Linked DNA regions of Mus musculus: region 1 is linked to region 2. The links are chromatin contacts, called in public Hi-C maps. All regions are on one chromosome and are shown on one strand. Each heading gives the region's core, a stretch centred on a gene start, on an enhancer-like site or on the middle of the called end of the contact. The rest is flanking DNA. Distances are from core to core; before and after follow the strand shown. Region 1 has its middle 22 kb from the start of Gm36603. Region 2 has its middle 15 kb from the start of Gm36443.

Region 1 (3,035 bases), core at 167-2,666, 270 kb after region 2:
CCCTTCAAGCACATTCTCATAATCATAAAGTCATGCAAACAGAATATTAATTGTCACATTCTTGGTGAGAGCAAAACTGTAAAAATTACCCAAGCATCTGCTAAGAAGGTAGGTGACATAAAGTAGGGGACAGTGCTACAAACACACAGAACACAGTGGCTCCATACTGACCGGCAGTGAAAGGCAGCTCTAGACTACATTTAAAACAGAAAGGCAAACAATAGAGGTTGGAGTGGTGGCTCAGCTATTAAGAAAGTTGCTACAGCCCCAGGGGATCCAATGCCCTTTTGTGTGTGTGTGTGTGTGTGTGTGTGTGCATACGCACAGAAAAATACACATACATACCCATAAATGCAAAAATGTATGTGTGTGAATATGTCTGTGCTCTATGTGTGTGTGTCTATGTGTGTGTGTTCCTTTGGGTGTCTGTGTGTGTCTGTGTGTATGTCTGTATATGCCTCTGTGTGTGTTCGTGTTATGTGTTTATAATTGGATATAAAACCTGTTTAGGGATACTTCCTGGGGAAAAAGATACAGAATGAGACTCAGTGAGAATTTGGTCTTATTTATACAGAGAAATGAACTTTAATTTCATTTGAAATGAAGAAACTAAACAACGTTAATTTTAAGGAACTCGATCAAAAGCTACCCAAACTCATTTCTGGGAGGAGAAAGACTTGAAAACAAATAGAGCCACCTGGGTCTGTAGGCCCTTAGCTGTGATCCTAGGCAGTCTCCGCCCGCCCGCTAGGAAAACATTGTGTTAAACCCCCAAAGCCTCCCAGCTCTGTTGTTAAGGTAATTGTGTTTACTGTTTTCCAAACAAAGTAATTTGGATCAGAAAAGTAAATGTGCTCTGTCTTCAGGTTCTTTGATGTCATCTTCGTCCTTGCTGGAGCGCGGGTGCTGACCCACAGCTCCATAGCCGGGCCGCCCTGGGCGGGACACACAGATTCTATAAGCATTACCATAGCTACGCCACTCCGCCTGGGATAATGATGTAAACCAAATAAGCTATAAGGAAAATCAAATTGGAAATGAAACGGTGGACCCTAGGAAACACAGGCTGTTTTTGCTGTTTCGTTTTTTCCTTTGAACGCGTGTGTGGCAATGGCTTGGAGCGTGGTGAAATTGCAGGACGATTTTTAGTGTGGGTGAAATCTTCCCCGAAAATAACATCTGATAGCGGCGAGAGGTACGTCTGAGACTTCGAGAGCCGGGCTCTGACCCTCTAAGCCTATCAGATGATTTCCCTCCCTCATGACCCCTGCTCAACCTCGTATCAGCTCTAAATGTGATTTGGGGGGTTTTAGGTTCCTAAGACTTGGAAACTGGTAACTGCTTAGTCATTCCGCCAGATCTCCAGGCAAAGGGCTGAGCCGCCGGCTGCATTAGTTGAACGTTCTGAGTCATCCTTCCGCGGCCCTCCAGAGAGTGGGTCACCTACCATCTCTGCTGCCCCCAAGCCACCCACAGTCATCCCTTTCTAGTGATGTCACCTAAAGCTAACTCCCTTCTACCAGCCCCCACCTCCCGTCCTTTCGAGCTTCTCTTTCCACCCTGTTTTTCCTTGTAATGATAAATTTGTATATGGAAATTATTTTAAGAAGAAAAGAAAATTAGAAAAAAAAAAAAAGGTTAAAAAGGAATTTGCTAAATTAGCCTTTGCTCATTTCATACCCAAAGCCTAAGCTTCCATAACGGTGTCTAAGTCCTTGGTGACTTTTTCTTTTTCTTTTCTTTTTCTTTTTTCTTTTTTTCCCTCTCCCATTACTGTGTGTACTTGCTATAAAAACATTCCTTTAGACTTTAGAAATTCTAAATAAAACAAGAACAAAAGAGTGCTCCTTCTTTTTAACTCCCCACCCAAATGTTACCATTGTAAATCAAGGTAGCCAAGTAAATTAACCGCTGGCATTTAAATGCTTGCTGTCCCAAATATTTATTCCTTCCCACTCCCCCAAATTTGTTTTATATAAAACAATGATCATAAAAACAATAAATATTCATTCTTTGTCTACTTAAATTTTTAGATCAAAGCACTGTGTGGCCCAAATCCTGAACAGGATTTGGCAACAGGAAGCCGTCCACTTCCCCACAGCAACCTGACCAAATTTGGTCTCCGTTTATCTCTACCCGCTGGCAGTGCGGACGTGCTGAGCGCCGCACGTGTGTGGGGCACACTTCACCCCTGGGGTGGCAGGAGAATTGGGATTGGAACACATGTGGTACCCAACAGACCTGAGTTTGAATCAAAGTGCTGTCACCGATGGTCACCTGCTCTTAGAAGCTACAATTCAGTTTAGTCTTGAGTATGAGAAAGAAGTGTCCACTTCAGGGGGGATTCAAGGATGGTGGGACGGCCTGGGCCTCTATAGGCATCAGGGGTGCTATCTGGGAGGTTTCTGGGATGTGGGGTCCCAGGTGCAAGTAAGAGGTCACAGGAAGGGCCGTACTTAGGGGTCATACCTAGACAATCTCCTCTTCTACATGGTCCATCCACCATGATCTTCTGGTTTACCATAGGTCCAGAATCAATGGAGCCAAAGAAGGTAGATGGGGGCCCCCTGAAACTGGGAGCAAAATAAACCATTTTTCCTTATAAGTGGTCTACTCTGACGCTCTGGTCTCACACACACACACACACACACACACACACACACACACAGAGAGAGAGAGAGAGAAAAGTAACCGAATCTTACGCACAAGACTCCCTGGTGTGTGTGTGTGTGTGTGTGTGTGTGTGTGTGTGTTTGCTTCCTTCAGCTAGAATGTGAACTTCTCCCAGGAAAACCCAGGTCTTACACTCTCTGTAGCTCTGTAGCCCTCAGGTGGTTCCACGCATGCTTCCAGTAAACTTTTTGAGTCAAGTACACCGAATCTCACACTTTTCGGGAACTCACAAAACTGCTACTGTGCCCCGACCCTTGTTCCCCAGCAAGAAGTAACTAGGCCTTACTTTCCCCACTATATAACTACTTCTCCTTAGCATCATTCAGACTGTCCTCCATAGTTGGTATTCATCAGATCTCACA
Region 2 (3,374 bases), core at 51-2,550:
TGTTTATTGTTTGCTTTTGAGACACAGTCTTGTCTTGTAGCTATGCTGGCCTTGGACTTGGTTCTTCCTTCCTGTGCCACGCATATAAGCATACGGCACCATATCTGATGCACACAGCATCATATCTGATGCATACAGCAACATATCTGATGCATACAGCATCATATCTGATGTTGTGTCTTGCTTTGACTGGAGGGCTCATGAGTGACGCACACCAGACTCCACAGGCTGGGAGCCAACCCTGGGAAGTAGGGTCACAGTCAGTCATGACCATGGTGTATTGATGGTGTATTTGACCCAGGATCTAGGCTGAAAGCAGCCATGTAGAAGTACTGTTAACTCTCAGGAGCCTCTTGCCATCCTAGAACTGGATTAGAATGTTCTGGATAATGAAGAAGCTAGCTCGCTTCTCAGCTCCTATCAGCTGTCGTTCTGTGGGTAAGTTTAAAGGTAGACTGTCCAGTTAGCATTTATCTATACTTGGTAAAAGGTAGCTACTTGTATATTATAAATTAGTCATGAAGTTAAACTGTCATCACGGTGTTGTAAGAGCAGGCCACATGGTGCCTGCTTGGGTTGTTGTACCAGTAGAGCTGAGCCTTCACTATTCCTTATTTTTTGTGGGTGCCAATAGTTTCTCATGGCACAGTTGAGCCTGATGACTTTGTTTAGAAATTAAAAAAAAAATTCATAGTTAACTCCAGAGATATATGAGTCTCATTTTCTTCAGTATTTTTTTAAATTAAAATTTTTAAAAATTAGAATGAAATGATCTTTAAAAATAATGTGTGTGTGTGTGTGAGAGAGAGAGAGAGAGACAGAGAGAGAGAGAGAGAGAGAGAGAGAGAGAGACAGAGAGAGAGTGTGTGTGTGAATGGAGGTCAGAGGACAACTTGTGGAAGTCAGTTCTCTCCGTCCATCATGTGGATTCTAGAGATTGAACTACAGTTGTCAGGGCTGGCAGCAAGCATCTAATTAGGCATATCCCCTGTGAGCATTTCCTAGCGCTGCTTGCTTTGATAATATTAAAACCATCTGCCTTCATTGCCTACAGGTCCGGGGATTAAGGGGTAAGATATCCCAGTACAGAGACAAAGGAAGGATTTATTAAATAGTAAGGTGAGATATTTGTTGTGTATAATTCAAAATATACGTGTGTGTGTGCAGTACACACAAGGTGAAGAGCGCCAGGATGGAGGAAAACAGCCTTTGGATTTTACGAAGTCCTCTGGGAGCTCTCGTTCCAAAAGTCGAACTAGCAGCCGCCACTAGATGGTGCTAAGCAGCAGGGAGGCGCGGCTTGGCGCCTTTCGGCTCCCCTCCCCCACCGCGGAACCTGCATCGCTTGCTTGATTCCTTGCTCTGTGTGCTTGATGCTCTGAGAACGATTGTCCAGGAATGTCTAATAATAACAAAAGCCCGTTTAAACATTAGACAAACACGAGCCTAGGTGGGTAAACATCGTCAGTGGCCCTCTCCTTTGTCTGTCAGTAAAAGGAGTGAGGCTCAGTAGCCTAAAATGTAAACTGGTGGGTGAGTTTCCGAGTACTCAGTTCAGTACTAAGGAACTCTTTGAAATACGCGGATTGTCTGTTCCAGGTGAAGAGGGTGGGGGTTGGGGGCGAAGCGGTCTTGAAGGGGAGAAATTTGAATTACCTTTGGCAGCATGGCGCACGCCCGTGGGTTAGAGTTGGAGGCTGTTGGATTTGAACTTGGGAATTTATAAGAGTCGGAAACTGGAGTTGTCTGTGCAGAGCTCATAGATTGCTACTCCTAACAACAGGTGGCACCTGTGACACGAGACAAGTCTTTGCCTTTTCTTTCTGCTTAAGACCTTTTGGACTCTTTAACACAGGGTGCCTGCTCTTGCCTGAACTATCTAAATGCATCCTGTCAAACCAGGAGTCTGCTCTTCATTGCTGTTCTAGATTTCAGGCCAGGCAAAAACATGGCGTGGCGGGGTGGAGGAGGGGAGCGAAGGAAACCTTTAGGAGCAAAGTCAACTTTGTATCCACTTCCTCACTGGGGGGGAAAAAAGCATGAAGCGTTTGATTAATGTAGATACATAGATGTTCATTTAGACACAACCTGTGGGTGGGTGGGGGTGGAATCCACTAAGGTGTTTACAAATTTTAACTTCAAACTGAAGAGATTACTGTAGATGCTACTGCCAAACCAACCAGAGCAGAATTTCTTGAGATTATGTATCTATGACCCCCCCCCTTTTTTTTTCCTGCGTAGAATTAGGCTGGCGGGACACTTCCTATTGATGCCTACAGGGGACAAACTGTACTGCAGCAGTTTGCAATGGAAGATTGTTTATGTGCCATGCGATCTGAGAGGCGCGATTGTGAATGGGGGAAGCAAAGGGAATTGGAGTGTATAAATTGCCAGAAATCAGGGTAAATCATTCGGAGGAAGTGCTCAAAAACAAGACGAAAAACCCAGAGGGGTCTTCAGGAAAAGGAGACCACGGTCAGGAGCAGCAGAGACACGCATGCGTGGATGTGTTTGTTTGTTTTTTGTTTTTTCTATTTCTAGGCAACTGTAGAGGGAAGGTGAGCTGTGTTTCTGGGGGGAGGGCCAGGAGAGTGGGAACAGACTGGGGGCGAGGGGAGAGGAGGGACACGCCAAACTTAACGTCTGTAGTAAAAGTCAGAGAATTGTTCTGGTTCGTTTTCACACAGGGCCATGCTGAGTGAGCACCCAGGAGGCATCAGAGCTGGAGTCCAGTGATGCTGGGTAGAGGCACCCGGGCTGTAGGCCCGGCTCAGGAAAGGCTCATCGTGGTCACAGACTATGTTTGGGTACTGGGCTCTCTCTGTGAAACAGAAAGCTAGACTGTGCTCTCAGGAGTAGCTCTGGGCTGCTGGAGTGCTCACAATGGTGGGGTCGGTTTGGTGAAGAAATGGTTTGAACAGAGAAGCTCTGGAAAACTTCAGTCAAGTACGTATTTCTTCATAAGAGTTAGTCTAAACCTTAGCAATCTACAAGAATACTCTAGTCTTTCTAGGTCGGGAATCCAATGGTGACAAATTTCCTAGAATGGTCCCCGTCCAAGGAGTTTCTTTAGATTCCTGGTAAATTTCCTGCTGGTTGTTGGCAGAAGGACACAGTTCCCCACAGCTGGGCCTATTTATAGGGCTACTCAAGTGTTTTCAATATGGCTGGCTTCTCCCAGGAAGAAATTTGAAAATCCCTTTAAAGCCATTGTTAGTGGGTTTAGTGGGGGCATTTCCACTTCTTGGCTGTTCAGGATGCTAAAGCTGGAGAGTCATTTCAGTTAGGGATTTGCGGCCAGCCTGGGCAATATGATGATATTCCTGTGTCCAGTAAGCAAATGAGAAAAAAAAAAAAAAACCTGAAAACCACCT

What was found. A called contact is a pair of places that touch in the nucleus more often than the background predicts.
Region 1: a contact with region 2 is called in a Hi-C map of cerebral cortex, with 4 times the contacts expected there. The contact joins two enhancer-like sites. A contact is called at or near these places in 6 of 484 Hi-C or Micro-C datasets (bone marrow-derived macrophages, cerebral cortex, nephron progenitors and 2 more) and 10 of 115 datasets of contacts at active chromatin or transcription factors (the 230-238 cell line, bone marrow-derived macrophages, craniofacial prominence and 6 more).

Annotation. Positions count from the first base shown.
Region 1 is chr3:131,084,040-131,087,074 of GRCm38.p6, forward strand. No RefSeq gene overlaps it. Among named protein-coding and RNA genes, the nearest start is that of Gm36603, 22 kb to the right of the region's middle. Within about 2 kb of position 1,417, at least 120 of the 459 cell types and tissues checked have an H3K27ac peak or open chromatin away from gene starts, as enhancers often do. A contact at or near this core is called in cerebral cortex and forebrain, where this site is marked.
Region 2 is chr3:130,817,596-130,820,969 of GRCm38.p6, forward strand. No RefSeq gene overlaps it. Among named protein-coding and RNA genes, the nearest start is that of Gm36443, 15 kb to the left of the region's middle. Within about 2 kb of position 1,301, at least 91 of the 459 cell types and tissues checked have an H3K27ac peak or open chromatin away from gene starts, as enhancers often do. A contact at or near this core is called in cerebral cortex and forebrain, where this site is marked.